2 separate regions of the Zea mays genome follow, and region 1 is linked to region 2. The links are chromatin contacts, called in public Hi-C maps. All regions are on one chromosome and are shown on one strand. The core of a region is the stretch at or near the end of the contact, and the rest is flanking DNA. Distances in the headings are between cores, read along the strand shown. Region 1 holds the start of LOC100383912. Region 2 holds the start of LOC107546770 (Pectinesterase 5).

Evidence for each region. A called contact is a pair of places that touch in the nucleus more often than the background predicts.
Region 1: a Hi-C map of bundle sheath shows a contact between it and region 2, with 3 times the contacts expected there. The contact joins the promoter of LOC100383912 here to the promoter of LOC107546770 in region 2. A contact is called at or near these places in 5 of 25 Hi-C or Micro-C datasets (bundle sheath, ear, leaf and 2 more).

What each region holds. Positions count from the first base shown.
Region 1 is chr2:44,434,975-44,439,405 of Zm-B73-REFERENCE-NAM-5.0, reverse strand. It overlaps LOC100383912, which reads left to right and starts at 2,784. Exons shown (of 2, transcript NM_001394903.1): 1 at 2,784-3,019.
Region 2 is chr2:44,177,659-44,181,680 of Zm-B73-REFERENCE-NAM-5.0, reverse strand. It overlaps LOC107546770 (Pectinesterase 5), which reads right to left and starts at 1,625. Exons shown (of 2, transcript NM_001322852.1): 1 at 627-1,625; 2 at 1-549. The coding sequence starts at 1,620. It also overlaps a transcript of LOC100273682 not described here.

The sequences.
Region 1 (4,431 bases), core at 1,535-4,034, 260 kb before region 2:
ATTCTATTTAATATAATAGTATGAAATAGTTTAAGTTGATAGGGAAACGAAGGAAACTCAGTAGCCTAAGGCATCCCAGACAAGTTTAGTTAGGACTTTTGGTTGGAGGCCTCCCAGGCAAGAAATCTCAGCCATCGATGGCCTAGATATAGATGTACAGTTGTGTTGTGCCTAATAGGCCGGCCCAAATCACACAATTTCTGGCACGGCCCATATCTGGCACAGCCCAATCTAATTGTGGGCCTGGGCCGGCACGACCCACATTGTGGGCCGTGCCTGGGCCTCAAGTCAAGCCCACGGGTCGGTCTGGCACGGTCCATTTAACTAAGGCCCACCGAGGCCCACTAAATATAGACTCAATATTTAACTAAGGTTCATCAAAGCCCATATGACTAGCATAACTTGGAGAATCTAGAGCTTTAATAAGCCATCGAGAACCAATACCTAGATATGGATAGTGAATAGTGATGATGATCACTGTATATGTATTCTGTATGGATGTATAGTACTCAATTAAACACTAAACAGAGAACTTAATATTATTTGTGAGCTATTTGTAATATTTTTTTCTTTCTGACCAAAGGTTTATAATGTGCATCCACAAAACATCTTAGTTTTATTTTGGTCATATATATTTTATATTTTTTGTTGATATATTACTGTTGTATGTATATGGGCCGGTCTGGCACATTAAGGTATTTTGGGCTATTTGGGCCGGCCTGACACACATAACTAATTGTGGGCCGTGCCGTGGGCCGATGACTAGGCACATGTGCTGGCACGGCACGACCCATAATTAGATATGTGCTTTTGTGGGCCGTGCCTTTGTGGGCCGTGCTTTTGTGGGCCTGTGCCGTGCTGGACCAGGTCGGCCCACATGTACATGTATAGGCCTAGAAAGCTGCCTGGCCCAAACAACTTTGCCACGCTTCCAACCAAACAAGTCCTTAGTACTTTGTAGGTCAAAAAAATAAAATATATATTACTCTTATTAAAGAGTCAAGCCCTTTTAAACTTGATTTGTTATATACTCTCTCTATCCTAAATTAAAATTCGTTTTAAATAATTATTAGGTACATACAATACTTCATATATATGTTTTATACTTGTGTTTAGATTCATCATTATTTTTTTTAAAATATATACATAAAGATCAAGAGCTAAAACAAGTACTATTTTGAGACGGAGGGAGTAGAAAATAGTATCAATATTTTCAACTTCAAATATATTTATTATGCATTTTTGGTACATATGAGGTCGTAACGTGTGCATTTTTATATACGTGCATTCTTTGTGTAGGCACTAGTCTAACATTAACAAAATTTTCAGTTTTAAATTTTGGCAGGTTATGACCTCTCGTCCGCTAAGGGCAGCCCTAATGGTGTCAAGTTAGATCACTACAAGAAGTCCATGTTAATATCTATCCTATATATATGACAATAAATTAAATGAAGACAGAGAGAGCTGTTATCTATAAACCTAGTATAAATCTATACGATTGTTTTTGCCGGAGGCAGATTACTTAATCTGGAAGCGTTATTTCACATTCGTTATTTCATATCATATGAATTAGGCGGATCATACATCGATCTCAGAACTAATACACTTTCGCTTTCTTCGAACGAGCGGCTTTTATAGCCCGATTACAGCGGCTGCAATTCTGTAAACGAAATGTAAAGCAAGAGAGGAAGCGTAAACTGTAAACGTAAACTGGTGGATTTATAGGCGGGCCGGGGAGGAGCAATCTTTAATAAAAGCCGGGACTACGCCAAGGAAACTTGTAGATAACGTCCTGCCAGAGGGGACAGAGCTACCGTTGAAACCGAGGTGGTATAGAGAGTATATGTACGTATTAGAAATAGCTATAAGTATCTACTACATTGCAAAGATTTACTTTAATATAATATATAGATGATATAAATGTTGCTATAGAAATTGTGCTATCTATGGGTGTGTTTGGCATGGCTCTGCTCCACCCCAGAGCAGCTCTACTCTAAAACTCTGGGTGGAGCAGCTCTGCTCCAGAGTTTAGATTGTTTCTCATAACCAGTGGCAATGGCGGGTAAATAACTCAAAACTCCATGACTAGGTTGCTTTTTTGGAGTTTTCAGAGCAGCAAAAGAGGTACTCCAAAAAATTGTACTGCAGCTCCAAAAACTCCATAGAGTTTATAACTCTAGAGTTAGGGTGTTTGGCATGCTCTGGCCAGCTCCTCCTTGGAGTTTTGCTCTGGAGCCATGCCAAACAGGCCCTATATACTCCCTCCGGTTTCCTATTAGTTGTCGTTTTGGATAAGGTTCGAGTCAAACTTATAAAATTTTGACTACAAATAACTATTTTGTTATTTAGTTTTGGAACCTAATATTTATATACACTAATTTATCATAAAAAATACTTTTATAAAAGTATAAATATATTAAGAGTTCATTTGTATTTTAACAAAAAACATTAGTCAAAGTTATATTTTTGAGACCGTGTCGTTGTCCTAAACGACAACTAATAGGAAACCGGAGGGAGTATCATTGTGGCTGCCCTAAGCCAGGCGACCTAGCAACCTGTTGTCAGAGGAGCATGAAGCCAAATCAAAAGCAAAAGGCGATAATAATTATATTAGAGTAGTGCTCACAGCTGGGCGCCGCTTGGCCTGCCAAGCCAGCCGTTGTTGATGCCGCCGAGCCGATCCACGGAGCCAGCCTTGTCATGTAAACCCGTCGTCATCCACCCATTCCGCCGTCCTCCCGTCCCACCCCACCCCACCCCACCCGCGCCGAGACGGATTGGAGGAGGAACCCTACCATATCAATCTCGCTTCTCGCCTCGTTTCGTCTCAGCTGCATTCCAATTCCACCTGTAAGCGGAGAGCCTTCGTGGTCCCTGCTCGGTTCATCAGAATACAGGAGGCTCCGGAGGTAGTCCACCAAAACAAAACACCACTCCATCTCTCCTCTTCCCAGCGATTTCCTCTTCCCCTCCTCGCCCGCCGAGGCCGCCCGTCCTCCGTCCGCCGTCCCAGCGAGAGGTGATGCTTTACTCCCGCCTCCTCTCGTCCCAATCCCTCCTCTCTTCCTTCCTTTCATTCCTTCGGCCACGATGTGCATGCATGCTACTACGCCAGGGTGTTGCGGGTACGAGAGCTTTCGGGATTAAGGTGCCATGTCCCTCTTCGGGGAACCTCATGTGGTTGGGGAATTCCCTCCCGCGTTCCATCTGATGGTGGGTGGTGTCGCTATTCGCTTGTTCAGATCTGCTGTGTCTGTGGCTCCGTGCCCTCTCGTCCTACACTTCCGCGAGGAGAACGATAGCTGCGAGATTTAGGCGGCCTAGGCTGGAGTAGGCGGCCTCTGTATTTGGGAATATTTGCGGTGCCTGCAATTCGGACAGTACGGGGCTCTGAAGCATGTCTACAAAGAGAAAGGACGCATGTTTTCCTTTTTTTTAATTCCTTTGATTTACGTCCTTCTTTGTACTTCTTTTGCTCCCGGCTAGCTGTACTCTCTGGTCAAGAGTTCCTTGTTACTGCTAAGCATCTCTGCGTTCTTGCCAGCAAATCCTTGCCAGCCCCCAAAAGGTTTTCTTCTTATAATAAATGTCTGTTCATATTACCCGGGATTTTTTTGTGGCTTCTAAATCTGAAGAGCTTCAGCGTGGTCATCGTAAGTAGACATTTGAACACAGCTAACCTGACAGCTCGCGTTTTGATGGATTGATGGCTTCTCTCGTTTTATATTTCTTACTTATGGAGAACTGAGAACCCTATTTTGTGTGCTGAATTCTAGGTAGCTTCAATTGTTCTTAGCTATCCTCAATTCTGATATTTCAGATGAACCTGTCATGTGTGTGATTCCAAATTCCTGAGAAAGATGTGATGTGCATATGACACAATGGTTTGCTTATTCTATCATTATCAAACCCTGGCAGAGAGCACACATAGAGCTATGTAAAACTCCTCTGTGGATTTAGCTAGTAAAGATAGCATCCAAGTTATGGAAAACAAAACGAATTCTGTAAAAATAACACATTCCTTAGGATTCCACCTGTGCAAATTATTGTTCCAGGTTTGCCAACGGCTTTGGTGACATGCCCGGGAAAGATTACAATCATATTAGCTACCTCTGGCAGATGGGGTAATACCTCAGTGGTGAAGGCGGCAGGGTCCCTTTCACCAGGTCACGGTTCGAACCTTGGCCATGCACAAAAAAATCCCCTCGCTAATCCACATCCGCTCACGGGCTACAACTTGGTTGTGCGCCACCCTCGGGTTTGGGAGGTTCTTTGCAGAGTGGGCAGCTTGAATCGGCTCGTTAGTGATGGGAGGACAGGGTTCAGAAGTTTCTCAGCCGGGGCCGTTGCCGCAGGCTTCTATTAATGAAATACCGAGAGGGTGGTCTTACCCTTCCCGGCCGAGTTTTTTTTTATTACTTACCTCTGTTA
Region 2 (4,022 bases), core at 376-2,875:
CGCCGGGGCCGCGGTTGTTGTACTCGGCGTAGTAGAGCGTCTTGATGCCGAAGTCGCCGTTCCAGGGCATGTAGCCCTCGGGCTTGATGAAGTCGGCGATGGTGCTCTCCATGATGACGAGGCGCGAGAACTCCTTCCAGGGTCGGCCCAGGTACGAGGGGATCTTGAAGCGGTCGGGGAAGAGCTTCTGGTCGGGCACCAGGCGGCAGTTCTGGATGACGAGCCCCGACTTCATGTTGGGGTCCGTGCGGCCGTGCGCGGTCACCGAGTTCTGCTGGTTGTCCATGGGCCGCCGCGTGACGATGAGGCAGTTCTGGAACACCGCCGCCGAGTTGCCGAAGATGAAGTCAATGGTGCCGGAGATGACGCAGTTGCGGAAGAACTGGCGCCGGGCGTGCACGTACAGCGTGTCCTGGAACGCGTCGAACCGGCAGTTGTAGAACGCCGCGAGGTCTCCCTGAACGCGGAGCGCCACCGCCTGGTGCCTCTCCGCGCCGGCCGTGTTGTGGAAGCCCATGTTCTTGCAGATGAACCCGGACGCCTCGACGGCTGCCAATCCATATCCATAAAGTTCCTGGCACGTCTATGTACATATAAAATGGTGGTGAAGAAGAAGGCTCGCTCACAGAATGTGGCGGTCTTCATGGTGGTGATGCCGTCAGCGAAGCTCTTGCGGCCGGTCACGCGGCTTTGCTTGGGCCCGTCGCCGTACATGAAGACGTTGACCTTGTCCTTGGGGACCATGACGATCTCGTCGTAGAGGCCGGCCTTCACGTAGATGACGTACCTCCCCTGCTGGCCCTTGGGCATGGCGTCCACAGCCTGCTGGATGGTCTTGAACTGGCCGCTGCCGTCCTTGGCCACCACCGCGTTCGGCTTAGGCTGGTTGCCCGCCGCCAGGAGCTTTCTCTCCGGCGACCTCATCCACACTGGCCAGCCTTTTTCGTCCTGCTCCGACAGGAGCCGGCGACGCGAGTCCTTCTTGAACATGCCGAGGTCCAGCTTCTTCAGGATCCCGCCGAGGCTGTTGGTGATGGCGAGCGCGTTGCTGCTGAGCTCGGTGGCGTTGCGCAGCACGGTGTGCATGTCGGCCTTGAGCTTCTCGTCGACGAAGCCGTCGATGCAGGTGTCCATGAACGTCATGACGCCCGTGAGCCATGTCTCGAGGTCGTCGGACCGGCTGATAAGCACCTTGATGTCGCCGCCGGCCATCTCGAGCATGCCCCTGAGGTCGTCAACGGCGTCCTCGAGGAGCTTCTTGCAGTCCTCTCGCGCGCTCTCGGTCATGGAGTCGCTGGCCTTAGCCTCGCCGATCGTCTTGGACTGCTCGACCGCTGTTTTCACCGACTCCAGCGCCACCTTGGCAACGCTGTGGAACACCTCCTTGGGGTTCTCGGTGCCATTGGTGGCCTGGGAGAGCGTCTTCTCACACGACTCCTTGTACAACGTGGGCGCGCACAGGGACTCGACCGACTTGCCGGACGTGGCAATGGAGGCTTCCCCCGGGACGGTGAAGTCGTCGCCGGCCTTCTTGCCGGAGTGGGTGACGGTGGCGACAACGCCGACGACCACCGCGACGACGACGATCGCCCACAGGCCACCTAGGAGAGCATTTGCCATCTTGGGCCACAAGCTTGTTGTTGAATCGGACGGGGAGCAAATTTATAGCGACCATGACGATCAAATGGCTGCGTACGGACGTGGATGCATGGTTTCAATGTTGTGTGGCGGCCCGTGTTCGTTGGGAGTCGCTATATTTTGACGTGCAGAAGAGCATCGTCTATTTGAGAGGTAAAGGACGTGGTCAATAGGTTTTCCGTTCTGGATATTTGGGTAGCTCTTTTACGTTTCAGTGTCTTGTAGCACCTTTTCTAAAATGGGCTGTGCTAATTCTGGAGGACAAACGGTATTGTGATGAGCCTAGATTGGACGGAGAGTCAGAGATCTTCATTAAGTATATATTTTTTTTTCCTTTGGGCTTAGCTTTTTTTTTGTCTTTGCTCAAGTTGCTTAGTATATATGATCTTCCCCAAATATGAAGTTGCTTATTATTGTTGGTACTCGTCACTATTTGTTCGCATGTTACCATAGCCATTGGCTTAGATGGTAATAATGAATTGCTACCTCATTCGAGTGGTAAGTCAGATTAAGGGTGTGTTTGGTTGAATGGAAGAGAATGTAACTATTTCATTCTTATTTTTTGGATGTTTGGCTTCAAACAAAAGAGGAACGGAACGGCTCTTGGAGTCTCCATATTGAAATATTAAAATTTACCATAGTTGAAATACTCCCGCTCTACCAAAACGACCGTATGCGAGCACTCCTCTAGACATGAGCACTCGGACACCCATCGGTCTACCTCTGGCTATGCAGTGTTTCTTGTGGCCAACCTCATCTCTTAGTCCTCCAAGTGAGTGTCAGCATGTGGTCTCACGCTCCAGTGTGCTGAGGGTGAGTACCTAGTTGTCGACAATGGGGTGGCTAAGGCAAGCTGGATGCACCAACTCAGCTCCTCCAGGAGCTTCACAGTCCCCTCACCAGTAGCACACTTGTCTACCACGACAACGTCAGCGTCATCTAACTCTCTGTCAACCCCGCCCAGCACTGCTGATCAATAGAAGACAATTGATCATGAAAATCAATAGAAATTGCAACTTAGCATGGAATTGATCATGGAATTTAATCTATAACCCAGCAATTGATCATGAAAATCAATAGAAGAAAATACAATGGTTCTTAAACAAGCACATGTTTATCTTTACCAGTAGGTTCACAGGTTACCGAACTGTAACTAAGATTATGTTGAAGAGGCTAGGTAGTCGTACATGTCTTTCAGCCACGAATTTCCTACCAGTTCTCAGATACTTTTAATTGAAATTTTCCTACTCAAGTTGACATACTTGCAACTTAGCAAATCTCACCTAAATGCACAGACACACAGTACCACCCTGACAAAAGGCCAAGAGCACACCAAAACTCACCAGAATGATCAATTTAAATTATTGTTGCAATACATAGCCACCAAGAATACTTGACAACCTGCAAAAGAGACACAACATCCTTGAATGAGCAGAAATTGCAAAAGAAATGTCAAAGTAAAAATAAAAATCAGCAAAGCAAGGTTACAAGGCAACCGCAGCAGGTTAGCTAGATTCAGGGAAAGGTTTAGCCCATCTCATCCAGTTTCTGCACCTGTACTCAAGCACAGACAAAGGGTGACTACCATTCACCGATACATACACATGTTATATATGCAATGGAATGATAAGAGGGGGTTCACTGTACTAAACTACTAATTTGTGGTTCATGTACACATCGAACCCAGCATATAAAAAGATTATTATGTCAAATAACCTGGCAGAAAAAAAGATGCCACTAAACCAAATGCAAACATGGAACTATATGTACATTTAGTAATACTCCCTCTGTCTCAAAATAAAATTCGTTTTAGCAAATTAGTGGGTTCATGCAACACTTAATGTATATGTTTGGTATATGTCTAGATTCCATTTGAATATAGACATAAAAATTAAGAGCTAAAACAACTACTATTTGGAAAGTTTCCCTATGTACCATTGAATTTTATACTCATTCCTTGTGTGCTATTGAGTGACATATATGGAATTTTTTGTGTGTGTATGATATATGGGGCCAGTGGCACACAAGGAACGAGTATAATTTCCTATGGCACACAAGGAATTGCCCCCTACTATTTTGGGACGGAGGGAGTACTAAAAAAACTCAACATCATTGTGGTTCAAAAACTGAACATAATCTGATCAATCATTTATATAATTTATTGATAACATAAGGAAAGAGAATAAAGTGACAACTTTATATGGTCAAACACTGATGATCAGTGAAGTTCTGAAATGTGATACTGGCATGCAACTTTCCACTGAGTTATGAGATCAAAAAAGAAATGCCACCTGAACTCCTTATATATGAACATTAGCAATTTAGCATGTCAACAGTACATGTATGGTTTACCCGATTTGAAATTAAAAAATTGAACAACGCCA